Linked DNA regions of Sus scrofa: all the other regions are linked to region 1. The links are chromatin contacts, called in public Hi-C and HiChIP or PLAC-seq maps. All regions are on one chromosome and are shown on one strand. The core of a region is the stretch at or near the end of the contact, and the rest is flanking DNA. Distances in the headings are between cores, read along the strand shown.

Region 1 (4,129 bases), core at 569-3,068:
GTTGTTTTGAGGTAATGAAATGTTCTAAAATTGACTGTCTGACAAAGGTTGCACTTACCTATGAAAATACTAAAGAAACAAACTTCACATTTTAAGTGGATGAAAACTGTCTGTGAACTAACTATATTTCAATATAGCTGAAATTGAAAAAAACAGTATAAATGATTAATTGCAGTATAGTCATACAATTAAATGCCATGCAGCATAAAATAAAGTACAGACCTGTTACATGTAACAATAATGGATGAATCTCAAATGTAATATGGAATGAAATAAAAATACTACAGATAGTATTTTTGAATAATGCATTTCATGTGAAATTAAAGAAAAGACAAAACTAATCTATGTATCAAGGATAAGACAATGGTTATATTTGAGAAGGTGCCTCTAACCGGGAAGGGGGCTGGAAGAGCTAGGCAATGCTCTATTTCTTGATCTGGGTGGTGGCTGCAAGGGTATGTTTGTGTTAGTCTGTGTAAGTTTCTTGAACTGTACATTTACAGTTTGACTACTTTTCTGGATTTTGTACTTCAACAAAAGTTTATTAAACATTTTTCAGAAATCCAGTTCAGTAAGTTGTCCTATTAGTAAGGATTGAAAAGAAAGACTAAAAGAACACATAAACATTTTGATAGTTTTTGTGGATTGGGATGATGCTGAATCTTTATTTTCTGGTATACAATTTTCAGTATTTTCCAATTACTATAGTGGACATACATTACCTTTATCAGTAGAAAAAAATGCTATAAAAATACAATTGTGTTAGATCTTGTATTAGGTTTAATACTAATTTAGTCACAATGTAAGGACTTTGGTTTTTGCTTTCAGATAGGAAGGGATTGCCATTTTAGAGTAGAGATCTGGGGGCTTCTGGGCAGCCTTGCCAGGAACTCAAAAAACGGGCCCGGTCTTTCAGTAGGGAAGAAGAGAAGTGCTGGGGTAGGGACCATCAGTAGGTGGGGCCCTGTAAACCCGAGGGGTAGGGGGTTACAATCCCAGTAAAGAAGGGGGAGAGTGGCCAGGGCAGGGTTGTAGTCCTCCTGGAACCAGGGTCCTGCAAAACTGTAGTCAGACCAGGGACCACCCTACCTCCATGCTGAATAAATTGAAAGACTGTAGTCTAATTACTGTAACTCCCCATGTTTTTGTGAAGCCAGAAGCTAAGTGTTTTGTTTTTTAATTTTTATGAGGTTGTTAAAAACAAAACAAAACAAACAAACAAAAGACAAGCGACAGAGGCTGTTCCTGGACTGCAAATCCTAAAATATTTTTTACTTGGATTTTTACAGAAAAACTCTGCCAACTCCTTGATTAAGAAACTCTAGGCTGATAAAATTTTAAGGTATTTTAAAATGTTACCTGGGTAAGCTCTTGGAGGAGCTGGGTGTGGAATGGGTCCGCAGGGGCACTTTTGCTCAGTGGTATCAGGAGATGTGGTACTGCCCAGGCTCGTCAGACACAGGAAGTCAGAATCCACTGAGGAGAGAGTAAAAACTCACCTCTGGAGACTCCAGCCAGGATAGGAATGGTCAGGCACCAGTAGCCACACACAACTGGCTCGTCCTGGCAGAGGGCTCCAAAGGATGAGCGAGGGTCACTGAAGCTCTCAGCGAACTGCAAAGGAAGGGAGGTTTCATCTTGGAAAGCAGCACAGTCACTCCTGGAGAAGCCAACAGAGCGCCCTGCCGCGTTTTCTCTTCTCTTCTCTGCTGTAGAGAGCCGCGGGAACTGCGAGGTCGGCTCGCGCATCTGTAACTTTTGGAGAAGCGCCGCGTGGGTGCGGCTGCTGCCCGGCGCCTGCGCAGCTGTGCTCGCAAGATCCTCCCACCGCGCAGGCTCCGCGGGTCAGTCCGCAGGGGGGCGGGGGGAGCGACCCTGTTTGGGTACCGAGGGCGGGGGGAAGCAGGGCGGAAGAACTTGTACTGCGTCTTTTGCTGAACAATTTTGAGAGTTAGTAGTGAACACCATAACCCTTCACCCTTAAATATTACCGATATTTGATCTGCGCAAAAGACAATTTAATTCAGCCAATATCTCAGTACTATCTCCTAAGAATGAAAGCTTCTGCTACATCACGGTTTCTCTGTCGCGACGCTATTGATTTGGGGGAGGACGATTCTATGTTGTGAGGTTAGGGGGACTGTCTTGTGCATTTCCAATGCTTAGTTGCACTCTCGACCTCTACATAGTAGATGCCAGTAATAACCTTCCCTTTCCTCCCCAACTATGACAACCAAAAAATGTTTTCAGACACTGTCAAAAATGTGAGGTGGAAGGCAGGGCGAAGTGACTCCAGTTGAGGACTACTGAACTGTAGGGTCACAGTGCTGTGTCTTAGGAATTGTATCAGTCATAAGGAGTCGGAATCCATTAAATCTTATTACATTACTATGCTTTATATACAGTCCATGTTAGAATTTCTGATCGCCCCTCCCCCACACCAGCCCAAATCTTTGCTTACCCTAGTGTTGTTTGTAAAATATAAAAATCCAGGATTTAACAAGAATCGCGTATTGATTTTTGTTAGCAAGTCCCTTTAGTTTCCTTCAATTTAGATTACTTCCTCGGCATTTTTGGTTTGTTTTCTGGCAGTGGCTTTTTGGGAAAGTTCAGGCCAGTGGTTTTCCAAAATATCCTTCAATTTGGATACTCATATTGATCCTCCTTGTAAAATTCACATTGAAGTTTTTGTTTGTTTTGGTTTTGGCTGGAATTCCACTTAGGTGATGTTGTATCTTTTTTTTTTTTTTTTTTTTTTAAATTTTAGAACAACCGGGAGTTCCCGTCGTGGTGCAGTGGTGAACGAATCCGACTAGGAACCATGAGGTTACAGGTTCTGTCCCTGCTCTTGCTCAGTGGGTTAATGATCCGGTGTTGCCGTGAGCTGTGGTGTAGGTCGCAGATGCGGCTCAGATCCTGCGTTGCTGTGGCTCTGGCGTACGGATAGCAAAAAGACAAAAAAAAAAAAAAAAAAAAAATTTAGAACAACCATTTATCTTCCAGTGATTTGAGATGCCACTTTTATCACATAATTCCCACATTGTACTTGGCTCTATATCTGTATTTTCTATTTTCTTCCATTGATCTGTTTGTCTACTCACATGTAATCTTACATTGTTTCAATTATAGAAACTATAATATTTCCAATATCTGGTAGAGCTAGGCCTGCCTCATTGCTGTTTTCTTATTTTGATTTCCTATTTTTTGGGTAATCTTGCTTATTTTTTTTTCCCATGCAAACTGTATAATCTGGCTCCACAAAGAATAGTTTCAAAATTGGCATTAATTTATAATTTTACATTATTCAGTTGTCTAGCAAGATTTATTTTTCCTTTTATTCAAGTCCTAGTTTTGCACCTTTAGAGAAAGCTTTAAAGTTTTTCTTGTGTAAGTTTTGCACAGTTCTTTTTAAGTTTACCCCTAGGATATTTTTTCATTTTTATTGGTAATGTAAATGGGGTCATCTCTGTTTCCTCTGTAACTGTTTATTGCTTAATATATGAAGACATTGATTTCTATATGTAATTTTGATCCTGCTCTCCTATTGAATCTCCTATTGCTTCTGGTTTTGCATTGATTTTATCAGCATTTCTATTTATACTTTTATATAATACCAGTGATTATTCTTTTTAAAGCTCAAATTTCCTGTCTCTGGCTTCTGTGTTCATTTGACAACCTCAGATGTCTTGATAGCTTCCTTGCTTTTGGACACTTTCAGAGTTCTAGTGTCATTAGAACAGTTTCATTTACTGCTCCAGACCTAGAATCAGCCATTTCTTAAAGGAGTCTTCATTGCTTTCAGTGCAAATGGTATTTATGACCACAATCTGTGCACATAAGGATGTTCATGGCTGAAAAACTTGTTACTTCTCAGGCATTTCAATACAAGTAATAGGAAGTATGTGGTTTTTCCAAAGAAAGAGTAGTTAATCGTAAATTTGTGCTGATATTCCAACTTTAGTGAAAGATTATAGAATTTTTTACTTAGCTTAATTTACATTGCATTTCTTTTCTGCTGAAAAGCATGGTTCCTAATAATATTAACATAATTGCTTACTTTTTCCCGTAATATGTATAATAGTTTCAAAATAACAGTACTAATGTTAGAATGAATTGTTAAAGTGCTAAA
Region 2 (4,129 bases), core at 1,183-3,682, 310 kb before region 1:
AAAGTTTCTCGCAAAAATTATTTGTATTATGTGTTATGAAATGATTTTGTCACATTTCCTAAAATGATTTATCACTAAACCCACTTGATAATTTTTTTTTTTTTTTGGTCTTTTTAGGGCCACACCCACAGCACATGGAGGTTCCCAGGCTAGGGGTGGAATCAGAGATGTAGCTGCTGGCCTACACCATAGCCAGAGTAATGTGGGATCCTTAACCCAATGAGCAAGGCCAGGGATGGAACCTGCGTCCTCATGGATGCTAGTCAGATTTGTTTCCGCTAGGCCACGACAGGAACTCCCAAAAATGATTTATTTAATCATGTGGCCCTAGGTATCACGAACTCATAAAAAAAAATCTGAGTTTTACTTAGCCAATCAAGTAAGGAAATAACCAGTGTTCTGACAGAGGGCTTTAAAAAACTACAGACTTTTGTAAAGCAGAAACTGATACAACATTATAAATCAACTATACTTAAATTTAAAAACTTTTTAAAAAACAAACCACGGTCCTTAAGCTACACTAACATTACCTAAAATTATGGCGACAATAAAGATAAAATTTAAAAACTAGTCATTTATGGCCAGGAATGACTAGAGAACAAATGTCATCTCGGGAAAATTTAAAGAGTTGAGGAATCAAAATCTGGATGCTGAGTGGCTCCCAGGCCTTAGAGCTGATCTTCAGAGGGCAGACAAAAAGGGGCTAATTCAAACAAATTTAACATTATCAAATCAATCTACTGTAAACCCGGAAACTGGCAGGAAAGCTCTGGTCAGGTTAGGTATTAGAGTGAGAAAACTGGTCACTGGGGGACCAGTCAGTGGGACCTAAATAGAAGTTAAGGATTACCTTGAGGTTTCAAGTGTAATATTCCTACTAGAAACAATTAGCGTCTTCAAGCTACTGTAAACAAGTACTCTCCTTTTTACAAACCGAGAACACTTTACGCCCATCCCCCCAAACTGTGAGGAGGACTGGTATGAGAGCACATTTCAAAATCTTTGCTTGGAGCCTAGCAATTTACAATCATGTCACCAAACTGAATGAAGGACCCAGCACAACTGTGATTTTAGGTACTTAATGCATCATCACTACCTACTGGACTCAAACTCAACCAGGGAAGCACCACAGACTACAAACATAGGAATGGGTTTCCTGCTGAATATCCCACCAATTGCTACTCCTTATATAAGAATGAAAAAGGCAATTACTGCTCCCATTAAGAAAATAATTCCATGGACCAGCACAAAGACAGCAACTGTAAACATCTACAGTCTGGAGTCACCCAAATGACCTCCCTCATCGCAAATAAGTTGCTTTCTGAAAACTTCTGCTTTCAACTAAACATAAGGTACTGATCTGCAATCACCAAAGTCCCACAAAAATTAAAAGCTTTTATTTCCATTTAGCTGCCACTTAAGATTTATAAAAGTCCCTTTTTCCTTTCATTCTCTTCTCAACTCCTCACAGAACATACTTTCCTCGTCACAGGTTGCCAATTTTTGGTACGTTAAAAATCCCATCAAGTTGGGCACTTATATGATGTGACAATTAACTTTTAATGATGGATAAAAGAGGTGGATGCTTAAAGTCATTCTGCATGCTATTACTGCACCTATCTAATAAAGGAAAGCTCCTTCATAAAGGTCAAAAATTTTCTTCTTTAATCAGAACTTTTAAAGACAGACCAACTTTGAAAATATATTAAATTGGGTGGGCCAAGAGATGTGTAATAGAATATAGTAGAGCCTTGTCAGTACACTGCAGAAGTTAAGAAACGTCTCCACTCTATTCCAAAAGAAACAACTTCTATTATGTTTATAACTAAAACAAATAACGATTTCATAAATAACTAGCATTTTATATTTAAGGACTACATTTATAGTTTTATGACGTGATGTTTTAATATCTGATGTCTAAAGACATAATCTCCTCGGATACAACTGCCTGCAGGGTCTCCACGTACAGCTGCGCAAGCTGTGCTGTGTACAACCCTAGGGGGCGCCATTCACGTCAGAGAGCATAGCTCTATATATTAATTATGACAATTTCCTGCCAAAAGGAAAGTGTCTTGTTCTAACAAAATCTATCTATTATGACAATTTTCCAACAACTGAAACTATAGAGTATTTCAAGAAAAGAATGTCCTTTAAGTTACACAAAGAAGTAGCAGAGGCCAGCAGCTGCTGGCAACTACCTGGCTCTTGTTCTTTGGAAATTCCACATTGGAGGAAAGCAGGTGAACTCCCAGAAGCAATGCCCTGATCCAGCATACAAAGCTTCCTCCCTGACCTGCAGAGCAGGGGTTAATTTCTCCCAAATGAAGCATTAAAAACAAACCTCAAAAATATTATCTAGGGTCTAAACTCACCTATATTTACTGCACATACATTGGAAGGGATTCAGTCAGTTACAAGGTATGTGAGGTATGCGGTCTTTGTTTCACTATGGCAGTTTCTTAATAAGGCCACCATGAGGCGTCACAGTACACAAATCAGTTAAATCACTCTTTCACAATTAAATCACTCTTTCACAACTAAATTACGGTTTAGGGTTTTAAAACTTCTTTCCTCTGATCAACATCTATGAGAGGTTTAACATTTTCATGGATAGAACAAAATATAACAGCCTGAGAATAACTTTAAAGGCTCTTTAGTTTAAGATTAGGATGAGCTGCTATGAGGCTGGGATGGTTTTTCCCAAGACCAGACTGTAATTAACTTATGGCATTTGATAAACTGGCATGCCATTTAACAATGTGTTATTGTTTTGCAAATTCTGTCTTCGCAGGACACAAGAAGCTAGACCAAAGCCATGTAAGTATCTGCTAGTTACCAAAAGTGTGTTATACTACTAAACAATTAAGAAGTAACTAGGACAATGATAAAATGCTTTCAAAGTTAATATGAGCTCTACTATAAAAATATAACATTTTAGTTCCTTAATCCTTTTTAGCCATTAATAAACAATACACACAAAAAAAGTCACATATTCCTGCTGTGAAAATGGTGCCATCAACTGACTAAAATATGTTCTACATCATTTGGAGCTAAGTAGATTTCTTTAGCAAAACTCCAAACCAGAAATCTTAACGTCTTAGTTCCAGCTTTACCACTCACACGGCCTGGGTCCCAGTTCCTCAATCTGGCCCTTGCTTTCTCCAAGATCATCTGCAATATCCCTTCTAGAGCTTAAATTCTATTATTCTCTTTGAATATAAATTTTCTGAATTCCAAAACTATTTCCTTTTTTATGTTGTGGCATGACAACGTTCTTTAAAAAGTAAAATCACCAGGTATTTCACCTCTGATAATACTATAGAATACTAACTTTTTCAACTTTAGAGGTTTACCATCTGCTTAGAATAATTTAAAAAATAGTTAAGAAGCAAATGTAAATATGGCAATCTACTCGACAAAGAAAGAAGAGATACTTTTATCCTGGGCCATAACTTCACCGTTACAATTCAATAGAAATCAAACTGGGTACAGGGCAGGACGCAGTGGTACAAAGGCCAGGCCAGAAGCACCAGAGGCAGCGTAAGGGGGTGAGCAAGCAGGAGCCAGGCCTCCTTAGAATGAGCTGGAATGGAATGCCAACTCCAACACTTATCAGAAGAATGACCTTGGGCAAGTTGCCGAGCTTCTGAGACTCAATTCCCTCATCTAAAATGGAGATGATAATTCCTCCCTCACAGGCTGTGTCAAGGTAGAAAGAGAGGGACCACTGGATTCAACTGCTTTAAGAGAGGGTAGGAAGGAGTTCTACCTACTTATCCTCATGACTTTTTTTTCATACCCCATTTTAAATGAAAAACCAAAGTAAAGAGAAGCAAGTTCACAGTTTGTAACCCCATCCATTTTATATGCCTTCTTCAAGAAATACAGGCTCTGGCTTCTCCTCAAATTGCAATTTTTCAACAAACTTTTTCTTTAGCCATTAAATACTACACCTGTCTCAAAGTTGGTATAACTATTCGAAATCAAACTATAAAAATTAAATTGAAACAAATGGTATCTATTGAAACAAATATTCTACATAAATTTACTTTATGTCAGACCTTAAATCTGTTAAATAAAGGTTTCCAGAGCTCTAATGCAATCAATCTTTTATCATTCTCCCAAAATA
Region 3 (4,129 bases), core at 836-3,335, 290 kb before region 1:
GAACGCCCCTCCCCGCGCGGGGAAAGTACCCCAGTCCCCGGCAGCCCGGCGTCCGCGGCGGGGAGACAAGAACTGGACGTGTCATTAGCAGGACAGGCAATGGTTTCAAAGCCCCAGGCCAATGACCATTAGCAGAGGCTGAGATCGCTCCGTCCCCATCCCCCACCACCTCCACCCACCTTCCCCTTCGCAACCCCCCCCTTCCACCCCACCTCGCGAAACTTTTCAACGAGATCCACCTGGACTAATTTGTCCTCAGTTAAAATATTGACTAGACCCTACACACCAGGAGGGAAGGGGAATGCACGCTTTATTTTCCTTTCTACAGAAAGGAAAGCAAAAAATAGCTTCTCTCTCCGTCTCTCCCTCTCCCCCCCCCCCGCCCCTGTCGTACATGTTGTGTCTTAGCTTTTTGCATCGTTTCGTTTTACCTTCCTCATTTAGCTGAAATGATCGCGGATATTTCACATATAAACGTGTTCCAGATTCTTGGATTCAGGCTCCTTGTAAATTACAGGACTCGGGTTTGGTCTCAGTTACGTTAAGTTTCATACAATACCAAAAAATTGAAAAAAATAATAATAAATTTCTGAGGGTGAGCGAGCGAGACGAGGTGGAGGAGGAAAAGAAACCTCGAGTCTGATTTCTGTAATTTACTAGCGACCCGGATCGCAGCAAATAACAGTGTAACACGAGTGTGGCTTAAGAGGGCTGGGGAGCTCTTTCTAGAGGCATCGACCCCATCCCCGGATAAAGGATCTGCAAGTTTTCTGTCATCGCGACCATGCAATGCCATAACTTACCTTCAGAATTAAGACTTTAAACAGCCAAGGCCTTCCTCCTCCCCTCCACCACCACCACCCCCAGCTTCGCCCTCTCCACCTTAAACTTATTGACACAACATAATCCCACATTCAAGCAAAATCCTGACACAGCCTCCCTCCTCCTCTTCCCCCTCCTCTCTTCCCTCCCGTTCTCTCGTTCTCTCTCCCCCGTTCTCTCTGGTTCTCTCTCTCTCTCTCTCTCTCTCTCCCTCTCGTCCCCCCCCCCCCCCCGCGCCGGCTTTCCCTCCCTCTTCTCTCTCCCCTTCTCCCTCGCCCTCTTCCCCCTCTCTCCCTATTCTTCCTCCTAGCCACTCTGGCACTAAAACAGCACTTTCTCTACTCGCCGCGCATTTGGTTAAGGGTGGGGGGGTGAGAGGGCACCGATCTCCGGGGCCGGAACACCCAAATCCCAACTCTCCAGATGAACGAGCAACTGGGCTGCTGTTCCCGGTCACCGACGCACACGAAACGTTCAATAAATACACTGAGGGTTGGCTCCTCGTACCTTCCTCCCCTGCCCCGACTCCCCAGGCCCCACCTCCCCGGCAGCCGAGCCCAGGCTGGGCTCCACGTACTTTCGCCGAGATGAAGTTTGGGGCTCCCCGGGCGGCCACGAGCCGCCCGCCGGCATGAGGGCTCTGTTGTTGTTTTCCTCGGGCTGCTCCTGCCTGCGCCCCGGCTCCCGTGCCCCTCTCGGGCGGCGCTGCCTGTGTGCCGAGAGGTGCTGGTTGCAAACGCAGCCTGGCACCGGCTGGCCTACTACTCCCCAGCCCGGCCCCCAGCCTCCCGCCCGCAGGGCACTGCCTCTGCGCCCCCCGCCCCCCGCCGGCGCGGCCGCCGCGACCCTCGCCCCCGACCTCTCCCGACCCAAAGTTTTGGCGGAGGGGGAAAGTGCCCGGGGAGCGGGCCGGCTGGCGGCGGCTCCGGACGCGCGGGGTTCCCTCCGTCTTCCTCAAGTCCAGCCTACCGGCTGCCGCCGCCGCCGCCGCCGCTGCTCCTGCCGCGGAGTCCTTGGGGCTGCAGCCCGGCGGCTCGCAAGTGAGTAGGAAAACAGAAAGTGAGGGGAGAGCGCCCGGGAAGGGCTGGGAATGGGGGGCTCTTACCTCGCGGGCTCGCGGGGCGTGAGGGCGTGTGTGTGGCTCGCCCTCAGCGGCCAGTCAGGGGTTCTCTATGGGAAAGTGGAGAGGAGCTCGCTGAGCCGCTCTGCCTCCGCTTCACTGTACACTGCTCCACATACAGTACATGCAACCCGGAGAGACTGAAAACACTCATTTTATATAAGGCAGCCTGCCATTGGCCCGTGCCGTGACGGACAGGCCGCGCGGCCAAACAGAAGACCCGTTACACCCAAACACACGCACACATACACACATTTTACAGAGACACACAAAGATCATCACATTTTCTATTTTCTAATGTTCGGGACCTGTAGACAGTAGGAGAGGACAGGTAGAGAGGCCCAGCAGAGTGGGTTGAGGGGCAAAAACCCTGTCTGCACCAAGTTGCAAGGCTTGAAACTGGTGTCCTTTTGACTTGGGAGGGTTATAGTAATAAACTACAACTCCACTGGATATGGAAGTGAGGGTTTTTTTTTTTTTTTTTTTTTTTTAATCGTTGCCTTGTGGTGCCCCATGGAAGAGGCGTGCATTGTGTTATGATTCTACAGCCTGACTTGGCTAACAAGTGGCCAGGAAAGGCTTTTAATCAGCTTGGATTCTTTTATCAATGGGTTAGCTATCACACAGGCCAAAATAGTGCAAGATAAGTTTATTAGGACTGTAATACATTGAGGTTGTTGATGCTTCATTCGTAGGTAAATTGAGAAAAATCAACACAACGGTACCCAGAAACAAAGATAAACATTTTGCTGAAATAGTGACTCTACTTGTAGCTGATCAGAGGACTGCAAATCACCTGTGTGGGCATACAAACAGTACCGAAAAGTAGACTAAGTCGTGGAAGATTGGTTGTTGACCCTTTTCCTTCAAAATAGGCCTTTTGAATCAATATATGCAAGATCTATATTTTTGATATTTTATATATGATATTTACTTTACTTCAAGTCATATGTGAACATCTCATGTTGGATGACTTTGGGAGATGGTGACCCCAAGGACACTTATTTCTAATTTTTCTTTCTATGATGCATCTTTAACAGTTTATATTTGACAGTCCTACATAAACAAGTCAACAGGTTGCTGAGGAAAAGCCTTAGCTGGAAACTAAGAGAAATAAATTCTAGACCCAACTCTCAAACTTGCTAAACAATCTTGAGCAACTAATTTAGCCTCTTTAACTCTCAGATTTGGTTTGAGGTTTTGTTTTCATTTTTTCTTATAAGGTTAAAATAAGAAGCTTCCCCTAGTTTCCCTTCATTAAATGTTTATTCAGCATCTACTGTGTACCAGGCATTATCATAGGTCCTAGATGTTTTCTTATGGTTCTTTCTGATTTAAGAGTCTGTGAATTATTCTTAAACACAAACATTTTGATGATTAAATAAACATTAGGATTTTATGGACTAGATGTGTAGCTTTAAAACTTAAAGGAACACTGGATAAGAGAACTTATTTCAAATCCCTCTTTATTTCCTTGATGTTATCTTGAGATTTTTCTCTCACATCCATAAAGTTAGCAAATGAGTGTGTATGTGCTTGTGTGTGAAAGACTGGGAACCAGGAACAGATATGGAGAAAATTTAAGTTTATGAAGTATAGAAAACAAATGGTGTTATTTAGAAATGTGATGTTTATTTTTTAGAAGGAAATAATTTTTAACAGAGATAAGTATATAAAATCACATTTTAAACCTATAATAGTAAAGGTTATATTAATGATGCTCTGCATTTAGTTGCCAGAAGGAACAAATGTTCTTTATCCACTCTACACACTGCCTTGAGGTTAGTGCTAAGTATTATCTCTATTTTATCCATAAGAGAAATGGGATTGCTTAAGGTTACTCAGAATACCATTGAAGAAGGAACTTAAACCCAGGACTCTTAATACCCAACATAGGTTTTGAATAACTCAACAGCCCTTTCTTCCAAATTACAAACTTCAGGGGCAAAAGGCAGATGGAGGAAAAGTCAGAAAAAACTTTCTCAGGGATTTCACTGTCCTCTTTTTTGAAGAGGAAAAAAAAATCAACACGAGTTGCTATATTTAATTGCTGAGTGAAATGTGAATTATTTGCTAGAATATTCACGTTATGAAAAATATGAAAGACAGGCCCGCTCCCCACTCCTACTCCTAGACCCAACTATAGGAAAACATTCTCTACTTCTTTATGGCCACAAAATTTTTTTT

What was found. A called contact is a pair of places that touch in the nucleus more often than the background predicts. HiChIP or PLAC-seq counts read pairs in DNA pulled down with a chosen protein or histone mark.
Region 2: a contact with region 1 is called in a Hi-C map of epiblast stem cells, with 1.8 times the contacts expected there. The contact joins two enhancer-like sites. A contact is called at or near these places in 3 of 47 Hi-C or Micro-C datasets (embryonic fibroblasts and epiblast stem cells).
Region 3: an H3K27ac HiChIP or PLAC-seq map of skeletal muscle shows a contact between it and region 1, with 3 times the contacts expected there. The contact joins the promoter of BBX here to the enhancer-like site in region 1. A contact is called at or near these places in 2 of 5 promoter capture datasets (fetal skeletal muscle and liver), 10 of 47 Hi-C or Micro-C datasets (alveolar macrophages, embryonic fibroblasts, heart right ventricle and 5 more) and 2 of 2 datasets of contacts at active chromatin or transcription factors (alveolar macrophages and skeletal muscle).

What each region holds. Positions count from the first base shown.
Region 1 is chr13:152,294,038-152,298,166 of Sscrofa11.1, forward strand. No RefSeq gene overlaps it. Among named protein-coding and RNA genes, the nearest start is that of CCDC54, 140 kb to the left of the region's middle. Within about 2 kb of position 1,819, at least 49 of the 83 cell types and tissues checked have an H3K27ac peak or open chromatin away from gene starts, as enhancers often do. A contact at or near this core is called in alveolar macrophages, embryonic fibroblasts, epiblast stem cells and 5 more, where this site is marked.
Region 2 is chr13:151,979,134-151,983,262 of Sscrofa11.1, forward strand. The region is part of intron 2 of BBX (HMG box transcription factor BBX); the gene reads right to left. Among named protein-coding and RNA genes, the nearest start is that of BBX, 24 kb to the right of the region's middle. Within about 2 kb of position 2,433, at least 5 of the 83 cell types and tissues checked have an H3K27ac peak or open chromatin away from gene starts, as enhancers often do. A contact at or near this core is called in epiblast stem cells, where this site is marked.
Region 3 is chr13:152,002,993-152,007,121 of Sscrofa11.1, forward strand. BBX (HMG box transcription factor BBX) reads right to left here and starts at 2,086. Exons shown (of 18, transcript XM_021070469.1): 1 at 1,928-2,086.